2 separate regions of the Mus musculus genome follow, and region 1 is linked to region 2. The links are chromatin contacts, called in public Hi-C maps. All regions are on one chromosome and are shown on one strand. The core of a region is the stretch at or near the end of the contact, and the rest is flanking DNA. Distances in the headings are between cores, read along the strand shown. Region 1 holds the start of D5Ertd615e (DNA segment, Chr 5, ERATO Doi 615, expressed). Region 2 has its middle 47 kb from the start of Gm36076.

Region 1 (5,547 bases), core at 2,212-4,711, 550 kb after region 2:
TGGTGGCATGTGGGCCTCTGTGTGTCTTGGCCTACTATGCCATGCAGGAGGCGGCAAGTCTCTGGGTGTCTTTTCCTGCTTACCCCAAATGTTATAATTATACATGTAACCATTGCCATAGCTGAGGTTATACTAAACTGTATAAACTGGGGGAAATCATCTTTCTCGCTTTAGCCTCCTGAAGTCAATCATCCATGACATCTACTAACTAGCTCATGCCACACACACAACTGGATACTTGCTCAGTGCTAGGCACAGCTTCTTTAGACAGTGACCTCAAAAAAACCTCCCTCTTAGAGATTTACAATGCACATATTAGAGGCTCAGAGAAGCTCTTCAAGGGATAGTTCAATACGTACATGTATACAATCACACACATACATTCATACATATATGCATGCAATCATACGCACATTCACAATTATACACACATACAATTATATATTCATATACACAAATTTATATATACATGCATACCTGATAAATAATGATAAAAAGATAACAAATGGTGCAGATTTGAGGCATAGACAATAGATATAGATCAACTCATAGATGATATGGATTAGATATTAGAGATAGATGATAGATGACAGGTATATGGTAAATACATTGATAGAAAAAGAGATGATAGAAGATGACAGATGATGATAGATGGATGGACGGATAGATAGATAGATAGATAGATAGATAGATAGATAGATAGATAGATAGATAGATAGATAGATTTGGGTATTTTTCTTGGCAGTGATACCTTAATGTCAAAGCCTCCTGGTACCACCATGACATAATGGTATACTAAGGAACACTCTTGGTCATGGCATAGAAGATACTCTTGACCAAGATTCTCTCCCTAACTACATTTTAACCAAGTTCTGAACTCTTTCCAGACTGTTTATCAAGCTTGGCACAAAAAGACTTGAGAAAAAAAAAAATTCACTTCCATAGTTCCTAACAGTTCAAGGCTATATCACCCTCGGCCATCTTACAGTGCCTGCCAGAGGAAACTAGAAGCTTCCAAAAGAGTGTGCTGCCTTTTGGAAGAGTCTCTGAAGATAGGGCTCATCTCCCACGCTCTGTGAAAGGGAGGGGCCTGACCTCATTAAGTGTCAGTTAGCAAACCTAGATAGGTTGCACAGAGACCAAGTCCTCCATCCCACACTTCATAAACTGTCACTGTCCAGACTCTCCTGCCCCTCCCCCTCTATTCCCCTCCCCCTTCATCCTTCCTTGAAAATATCTAGCCAGCTCTGCATGAAGTTCCGTTTTTCACCCATTATGCTAGCCTGTTGCTGACTGAATCCATCCTTAACACTTCAGTGTCTGGTTTTGTTGATCTTTGATACCCCATCAAGAGCTATTCTCCACACCAAACCACCATCAGGGAACAATTATCCAGCTTGACCCTGAAGGATCAACTTGATACAATGCTGAAGTCCTGGCAAGACTTGAGATTAGCAGATCCGAAGCAGGCACCAGCATACGTGTTGCAAATTCCAGAACTCCCTTGGAGCCACGCAGAGTTGACTGGAATTCTAGCTGGCTCTTTCAAGGCCAATGTATAGTGTTTGTGGATCCAAGGGTCACGGTAAGGACTCCTGGGTTAAAGTGAGAGGAAGACCCAGGCTCCCCCGATGTTTGGCTCAGGTTTGCTCTCCAGCTTGCCTGTGTCTGTGTCACTTATCACCATGGGTGCTCCTCTCTGTCACTCAAGATACAGATAGAGAAATCAGCCTTCCCTTAACCGGGGAGAGGAGGGGAGCAGGAAGAAAAATTTTAGCCAGCAGGAGTCCGTCATTTCTTTGAAGCACATATGATGTGCCTGTGCGTGAACACACACACACAAATTTCCAAATAACAGAAAAGTTGCATGGCAAAAATGAAACCCTCCGGATAAATCATGAGCATGCCAAGTGTGCACAGCCTTGATCCACCTCAGCAAAGCTGAGTGCAGCCATTACTCTAAGTCTTCTCAAACCTTCGTGTGGACAGATCAGCTCTTTGCACCCTTAACTTCCAGGTTTAACTCCAGGTCACCAGTTCCCCGAAAGGGGATCTCATGACATGGCCTACACTTACTAGTAAGTGATTTCACTTTCAGATACTGAAGTCTTCCTCTGCCTAAACCTTATCCACAAAGGTCCCAAAAGAGTGCAGAGTCCCAAAAAGGCCTTTAAGGAGGCAGCTGTGACATAAGGCAGTATTTGCTAACCTTTACTTGGAGGTGTCCCTGTATATTCATCCATGTCTACTGTAAGATAAAATAAGGCCCCCAATATGTAAGGGGCCTGATTCCTGGAATCTAAGTGTATGATATTACTTCACAAAGCGTCCTTACACATATGATAAAATAGGAGATAGAGGGGAAGATGGGGAGGGGGAGGGGAAGAGAGGAGAAGGTAGAGGAGAGATTTCTGCTAGATTTCCCAGTACCAAGTGTAAGAGTCGGAGTTTACCTGTAGGCCCCACTTATGCAAGGTCAAGATAACTTTCTGGAATACTGGAAGCTGTAGTTCTTGGGAATTAACAAGCCATGCATTTTGACTCCCCTGAACAAGTTTACTTAATTTTTTTTATACCAGATGTATTTGATTGGATGTAGGCAGAAGTCACATAGGCAGGAAAATATGTCAGGATATATGTTAGCCCCTGGTTTGGAACTAATGGGAAATGCAATGAATTGTGGGTTTTGCCTTTTTAAGTCCTTGAAAAATGTAACTTGTGGCCATTCCCTGGGAACCCAGGAGTAGACCTGGCCAGAGTCCTCTACCTGGCCAGCATTTAATTAAAGCTTGCTTTAAATTTGGTTCAAAATTGTGGAACTGAATTTTTTTTTCTCGAGAATCTCAGGGTGGACACAAGCTTGACACATAGTAAGTACTCAATAAATGTTAAGTGGGCCTAAGCTAGGGTCACTTACCATTTTCTAAGTATGGAGAGTGACAGAACCTATACCAGGGGTGCTGATACAAATAGTAGGGGACCAGGTCTTTCCCTGGGGCTAAGATATGTGCTAACATGGAGGCTACTCCCGTTGTCTGTGCTGTGTTGTGTTTCTCTTTCAGGGACTTTAAGGGCCTGCTCGAGCGATGGCTTAGAGCAGTGGCTGTGACCCTTGAATACAAATCCTCCTGTTGTGGTGACCCCAGCCATAAAATTATTTTCGTTGCTACTTCACAATTGTAATTTTTCTGTTGTTATGAATCATAGTGTAAATATCTGTTGTGCAGGATACCTAATGTGCAACCCCGAATGGGCTGCCACCCACAGGCTGTGAACAGCTCATTTAGAAGCACCTACCTTGAGAGGTTTAGGAAGTGTCTGCTCTGTAGTCAACCAATTTTCATTTCGGTGAAAGAAGTAAACATGAAGGATGAGGGAGGGGGAGGTACATGAACAAGAAGGCGGCAGCATGCACAGCAGTGGTCTCCAGCACTGGCAGGTGGCTTGTCATCCTATGTCTGCACAGAGTCTGAGTCTAAGGAGCCTTGTTCCTTACGGAGTTGCCCAGCACCTATGTGCATCTGTTGCCGACGCCTGCCCCCTTGTGGAATTGTTTCAAACTGCATACTGCCTTCAAAATGCTCTTTTCTTTTCTTTTCTTTTTTTCTTCTCCTTTTTATTGGATATTTTCTTTATTTACATTTCAAATGTTATCCCCTTTCCCAGTTCTCTGCCCTAGAAAAACCCCTGCCCCCACCTCCCCCTGCTTCTATGAGGGTGTTCCCCACCCACCCACCCACTCCTGCCTGCCTCCCTGCCCTGGCATTCCCCTACACAGGGCCATTGAGACTTCACAGGACCAAGGGCCTCTTCTCTTATTGATACCTGACAAGGCCATCCTCTGCTACATATGCAGCTAGAGCCATGGGTCCCTCCATGTGTACTCTTTGGTTGGTGGTTTAGTCTCTGGGAGCTCTGGGGAGATCTAGTTGATTGATACTGTTGTTCTTCCTATGGGGTTGCAAACCTCTTCAGCTCTTTCGGTCCCTTCTCTAACTCCTCCATTGGAGACCCGGTGCTCAGTCCAATGGTTGGCTCTGAGCATTCACCTCTGTATTTGTCAGGCTCTGGCAGAGCCTCTCAGGAGACAGCTATATCAAGCTCCTGTCAGCAAGCACTTCTTGGCATCCACAATAGTGTCTGGGTTTGGTAACTGTATGTGGGATGGATTCCCAGGTGGGGCAGTCTCTGGATGGCTTTTCCTTCACACATTGTCTCCATATTTCCTCCTGTGAGTATTTTGTTCCCCCTTCTAAGGAGGAGCGAAGCATCAACACTTTGGTCTTCCTTCTTCTTGAGCTGCATGTGGTCTGTGAATTGTATTTTGGGTATTTCAAGCTTTTGGGCTAATATCCACTTATCAGTGGGTGCATACCATGTGTGTCCTTTTGTGACTGGGTTACCTCACTCAGGATATTTTCTAGTTCTATCCATTTGCCTAAGAGTTTCATGAAGTCATTGTTTTTAATAGCTGAGTAGTACTCTACTGTGTAAATGTGCCACATTTTCTGCCGCAGACCCTCTGGGTGCAGATGGGCAAGGAGTTGGCGAATGACAGACAGATCAACACAGGAGATTGTGTAGAATCTGAATGTAATTTGTCAAGTCAAGCATCAAACTTTTTATACAGAAGAATAGCAAGAAACCAGACGAGATACAATCCACCAAGTTACAGTGACATAATACAAAATGAATGTATACATCAAAAGAAGGCAGGGACCAGGTCACTGCCACTGAGAAGGGAGCCAGGTGTAAAGCTAGTCTATTGTTAAGCCCACCTCCAGGGGTTCTACTTTAGCAGACCTCCTCATGAATACTGCAATACCACAACCCCCCTATCCTGGGCCCTGATAATTTCTTGTGTGAGTGTAACTTTTAAGTATCTGTGGAGAATCTCCATTTGTCAGAATTCACCAACTTGCTTCTAATATGCAATGTAGCCAGTACTAAAGATTTCTATCTCAGTGGGATTCCCTGGCTCTTTCATGGCATTCCCTTGTTTGGGTGAGATTTGCTACTGTCCTTAGTAAATACTCTGCAGACCAGCTCTGAGCTGCTGGTTCTGTCTTTTGTAATGCTTAATTAGTTACTGAATAGGTAACTTCCTTACTGCATTCATACCGGATTCCAAGCTCAGCTTCAAGCATTTTCTAGGACATTGGAACACTGGCAAAGGCTTAACTATGTCAGAATTCAATCTTTAAAAGCACTTATAATAAAATAATACTAAAAGAGAGCACGTGGATCTATACACCAGACTAACACGGGGATAGGGTATGAGTATACGGGTTAATGAGAACGCCAAAGCTCCAGGAGGTGAGTTTCTGTGAAACTCTTTGCCTCATGAGTGCTTCCAGGCCTCTCGGCCTGCCAAGCAAACTTCACTGGAGTGTGCGTAGCAATTTTCTGAATCCATTCCTCCATTGAAGGACTTGGTTTCAGTGGTCCAGTGTGCCCTGTAAACTACAAGATAAAACTACTAGCTAAGTGCATTTTATGATGTGGTCTTTGCCACCTGAGTCTTCCTCCTCTTTCTGCATTCCCTCA
Region 2 (5,127 bases), core at 367-2,866:
CCAATGGAGAAAGAACTATTGGTCCAATTCCCATCCACCTGTAATATTTCTCATTAATTCTCAGTTTTAATATTTAAGATCACACATCATCAACAGAGAAGTCAGATGGAGAGATTGTAGGATGGGTGGAGGAATGGAAGGGTATATGAAAATTGACTCCTCCAGTATTTAGATGGCATGGCTAAAGCTCTACTGATTCTATGCTAGGTGTTCCTCCACAACTTTCCCTGTGTGATCTCAGGAAGCTTCAAAATGCTATCAAATATCTCTTAATTCTGCCTGTGAGTGCACCACAGTAACAGCAAAATAAATATCATACTCAACACCCACCGTGGTATATCTGTTTAACTCTACATCCTTCACAATAATGACCCTGGCTCTGTCCCTGCACATGTCTAATAAAGACACGTTTCTTTCTAAGAAAGATGCTTCCAACCAAAAGTGCCTCTTGGTGGAAGTTTTGGGTTCCATAGTATCATAGTTTTAGGTTCCATAATAATCAGGGTGGTTTATTTACATCAAAGATCTCCAAAGCGAATCACAAGTATAGAGTGGAATATTCTGGGAAGTAGTCATGATTGTGTATGTCCTTGACTTATGTCTTCAGATCCAAAGCCCTGGATTTGAATATACTCTTCCTCAGAAAGCATCAGCTACATAAATTACCTAAGAATTAAATGATTTTTATAACAACTGGCCTTGCTACTGGAACTAACAACAAGAGACCTTGAAGCCTAGTTCTGGTCCAGATTTTAACAACAGGAGCAAGAACCAACAGGCAACTTGTACAGTTTTGTTTGTAGAAATCATGTACAACAATGTCAGATTGTTTACTAAATGTCCTTCTGAATCTAGTAGATCTTTGGACAATGCTTTCTGAGAGGAGAATCTATTTGCTAAGCTCTTGAGAAGGTAGAAGTTGTTAGGCTGTAAAACCACATTCTCATACAATGCAATTTAGTATTGGATTGTTCTTCAGAACCTATTCTTATCACTGGTGGTGTGATCTTGTGAAAAGTGCTGTCAACATCCACACAATAAGAAGAAAAGTCATCCTTCTCTATATTACGGTGATGTGACAGTCTCCTAGACACCAAAACCTCACACAGGGCTCAGCACATCCTTCCCTAGAATGGGTGCCACTATTAATTGTGAAAATTGTACTTCATTGCACCTGCCAACTTCTTACTGGTTCAATTTCCTCTTCTCCATTTAGCACCTCCCTAATTTTCTTTCCAGTATGAATGGACAACAATTTCACTCTTCCATTTCTCTCTACTTATTCACAACCTTGGGGCTTTCCTCCATGTTGCTAACTGAAGGAATTTCTTAACGAATTAAAGACAGCCCTCCCCATCCCCCACCCCCGATGAATTCTGGTGCCAGTTAATACTACTTTTTTTTCCCCACCCGGACAGATGACCTTCTCTAACAGCTATTATTTTTGTATACTCAGATCTGTTTTCTTACATAAGATCTGGCTTCAGTCCTACTTCTCTGAAGAAAGATGAAACCTCTTGGGGAATCTGCTGTGAATCACCATCTCTATTTCTGCAGAGCGCCTGGCTCTTGCTGAATCTAGAAGCCAGGCCAGCTTCTAGGAGAAGCCAAATCACCGCCTACTATGGGAAGAAACCTGGGAGAGGATGGGCAGAGCTCTTAGCAACAGCAATACCCAGTGCAGGGAAGCAGCAAAAGCTTCCCTGGGCTTGAAAAAAATCTCAAAGAGTACTTCTATTCTTTAAGGGAGATTTTGCTTCCAGGAACTGACTGACATGTGAGTCTAAAGAGACATCTGTAGGAGAGATTTTTAGGGAAAAGACCCTTGGACTCAGCTCAGTTTCTTTACAGGAGGCTCAGTCAAGATAGGAGAAAATGGAAATTCCTTAACAAATTAGAAATAGCCTGCTGCTAACACCACAGACTAGGAACTGCTCTTGGTCTGAATTTTTGGTAAATCTGTAATTATACAATGACAAATACATGTTTTTGCTCCACAGTTGGAATGGATCTTACTTATATAAACGAATTGTGACATTTGGAAGAAGGAAGTAAATAACAGAGAGGTCATGTGACTTACTCAGTGCTGCATAGCCAGGAACCTGTGAGAGCCATAGATCCCTCAGGGGTTGGGAACCTCAGGACCCAGCTTCCTGGATATAGATAAATCTGCTCTCTGGAGTCATAGAAGATCTATCAACTGACAGGGTTCTGTTTCCTTTGATGTTCACACAAGCTCTCACCCCAGTAGGGAGCTGGGCCAGGAAGAGTTGAAAGCACCTGCCCCCAGGTCTACAGAAGGACGCATGAAAGATCCAGACTCAAATGCAGACAATCTCACTCCCAACCACAGACTGTAACTGCATGAGCTGAAGGCTGAGCTATCTGCATTCCCAGTGTTGTCCCCTTCCTATGCTGCTCCTAGATCTGATTCTTTTGAGCATTCTTCAGGCTTGTTAGGTCTCTCATTTGTCCCAGTCTGGTAGTGGTACCTCCCCTAATTTTGCTCACTAGGCTTCTTCTCGTGCTTCTACTGTTTTGGATGTGTGGTCAAGTCTTCTAGCCTCTACAGGTCAAACTGAAGTCTTTCCAGAATTTTAGTTGTGCTTTCTACTACAGCTCAAGGCTCATCATTTCTTCCCTTTTCTTTGGGATAGAGCCAGCATTCTTACCTTTAGAGTCTGGGGGACTACAGGATCCAGAGTAAAGATCTCAAGCTACAAGACCTGCTGGACTCAGCTTGTGGTGGGTTTGTTCCACCCTTCATGCCCCAGCAAGCTAATCAAAAGTGCATACACATATCTACTTTCCGCCCAAAAGAGGAGTCACTCTGTATGTCTCAGTCTTACCCACCAACAAAAGTAGCTAACAGCACACAACACATCAGGCTGGGGAATGTTGTTGTTTGTTTGGTAACTGCTGATGGCTAAGTCATCCAGAGCTGAGAGATAACTCTCTTAGAATAAATGGAAGCTTGCTAACACTTCATAGTCTACACGCCTCCTTTCATTCAGTCATTTGAGCACCTTGTTAGGCTGTGCCAGAGGTCTTTGAATTTGTTACTCGTTACAGCATTACCTTAACCCCATTATCTTTCCTGGATCATGACTCTCCTTTTTGAAAATTACCCAACTGCTTGGGTTCCCTCTATGCTTTTTCATGAATCCTTAGCCTTGCTCATTCATTCACTGGGAATGTTTTGCTGCAGGCAGCACTGGGGAGGAATGTCACGCCACAACGTAGCCAAGCCCAGTGCCTTTGTCATCTCCTTAGGTAACACCAGCTGTGGCCCAGTGGGATCACAAACTGGAACTCACTAAGAATATTTAGAAATTAACTAATCAGAGGGATATAGACACCAACATGGATTCATTGACTTTCCTGGAAACAGATCCAGGCTGTGTCGGAGTTCTGAAAAGAGCTTGCATTATAGGGGAACATGCAGTTGAACACAGACTCGAGGAGTTCTCCGAGGCTTCGGTTTAGGCATAGCATCATTCTGAAGCACACTTCACTTTTTCCTTAGTCTCATCACTTTTAAATAGAACAGGAGCCAGCATCTCTGCCCTGATGATCATGAAAACATACATCTATACCATGACTTGCATATTAAGTCAAAGCAGCTTCTTTCATGATATCCAAACAAGAGGAGTGGAAGTGCCCGTCAGCAGGTGAATGGCTGAGCCAGCTCATTTGCATGATGGACGATCACACAGCAGGAAAAGGAGCACATCCCTATTACATCAGGCACACAAGTAGATGTCATGGGGCAGAACACTTGTAAAATAAGCCAGATGCACATTTGATTCCATTTATATCAATGTAACCCAGTCCACAGAGACAACAAGAGTTCAGCGCTTGCTTAAAACGAAGCCAGGGCTGAGGAGAGAAACATTCTAAAGGGGCCTGGAGAAAACTCCAGAGAATGATGCAATCCCCAGATGATTGTGTCAGTGGTTTGATGGATCCATAGTCCTATCAAAACTCTTCAAAATGTACTGTTTAAATGTATGTAATTTACTGCGGTAAAATTATTCCTTAATACATTTTTTGTGGGGGGGAGGACACGTATATTGGGTGATGGGATACGGCTAAGTCAGTAAAGTACGTTCTATTCAAGCATGAGAACCTTAGTTCAGATTCCTAGCATCCATATAACAATTTGGGTGTATTGGTACATATTCTTGTAATTCCAGCCTGGGAGTCAGAGACAGGAGGATCCTGGGGATTTGCTGGCCAGTCAGGCTGACTGAAGTAGTGAGATCCTGGTAGAAAACTATTGAAGCAAACACCTGTAAGCAGCCTCTCCCCTCTCCATTCACACAGACATGTGCACATATACATGCTTTGCAAAGATAACCCTTACAATGATTACATGACAATTAATGGTAATGGACAAGATTCAATCTCTGCCATGCTTTCTGCAGTAACTTTCTATTTTTAGTTGTAACAAAGATTTGATACTAATGTTAGTTCATTAAGGAAAGGGTCTATAGTATTGTTCTCTATAGAAAGCAGTTGCTATTTCCCTGTGTAACTTGAACCAAGTCTACAGTCCTTTTAAATTTAGTATAGTAGTATATGTATATACAATGAAACCATGATGGGCAAGCATGCTATTACAGTGATATAAATGCTTTAGTTGGTGGCTTACTACAAATAAAGGAAGGAAACCAAGTTTCCTTGTTGAGTGTCTATATGGAATGTGGGCTAAATCTTCCTTGGGCTCTGGAGAGACAGTTCCTACCCAAACAGCCCTCCTTTACAGAATACAAGTTCTCAATGACCTCCACATTCAATTTCTGTTCTTCACATCTGCATGGGTCTGGGATGGCTCCTCCTTTTGGGATGCCTGGTCAACTCTGGCTTCCTTCATTCCCTCTCAGATTTTACTGGGTGTTCAACACTCGTGGTTTTCCTAACAAGGACCAGAAGAAAATATTTCTCAGTAAGTGATAAATGGGGAGAGTGTGGGTGAACAACATCTTTTATCTTAATACCAAATACAAAGTTCTGTCTCCCACAGTCCACTCCTGACCTCACTCAACAATCTCATTCAGCTTCACCATCATTATCTTAATAGGCATCTACCTACCACTTACCAAAATGCAGTAAGTGGGGCGATCA

What was found. A called contact is a pair of places that touch in the nucleus more often than the background predicts.
Region 1: a Hi-C map of cortical neurons shows a contact between it and region 2, with 2.1 times the contacts expected there. The contact joins the promoter of D5Ertd615e here to the enhancer-like site in region 2. A contact is called at or near these places in 1 of 484 Hi-C or Micro-C datasets (cortical neurons) and 3 of 115 datasets of contacts at active chromatin or transcription factors (bone marrow-derived dendritic cells, embryonic stem cells and stem cell-derived neural progenitor cells).

The regions. Positions count from the first base shown.
Region 1 is chr5:45,420,939-45,426,485 of GRCm38.p6, forward strand. It overlaps D5Ertd615e (DNA segment, Chr 5, ERATO Doi 615, expressed), which reads right to left and starts at 3,462. Exons shown (of 6, transcript NR_131933.1): 1 at 3,298-3,462.
Region 2 is chr5:44,875,540-44,880,666 of GRCm38.p6, forward strand. No RefSeq gene overlaps it. Among named protein-coding and RNA genes, the nearest start is that of Gm36076, 47 kb to the right of the region's middle. Within about 2 kb of position 1,617, at least 50 of the 459 cell types and tissues checked have an H3K27ac peak or open chromatin away from gene starts, as enhancers often do. A contact at or near this core is called in cortical neurons, where this site is marked.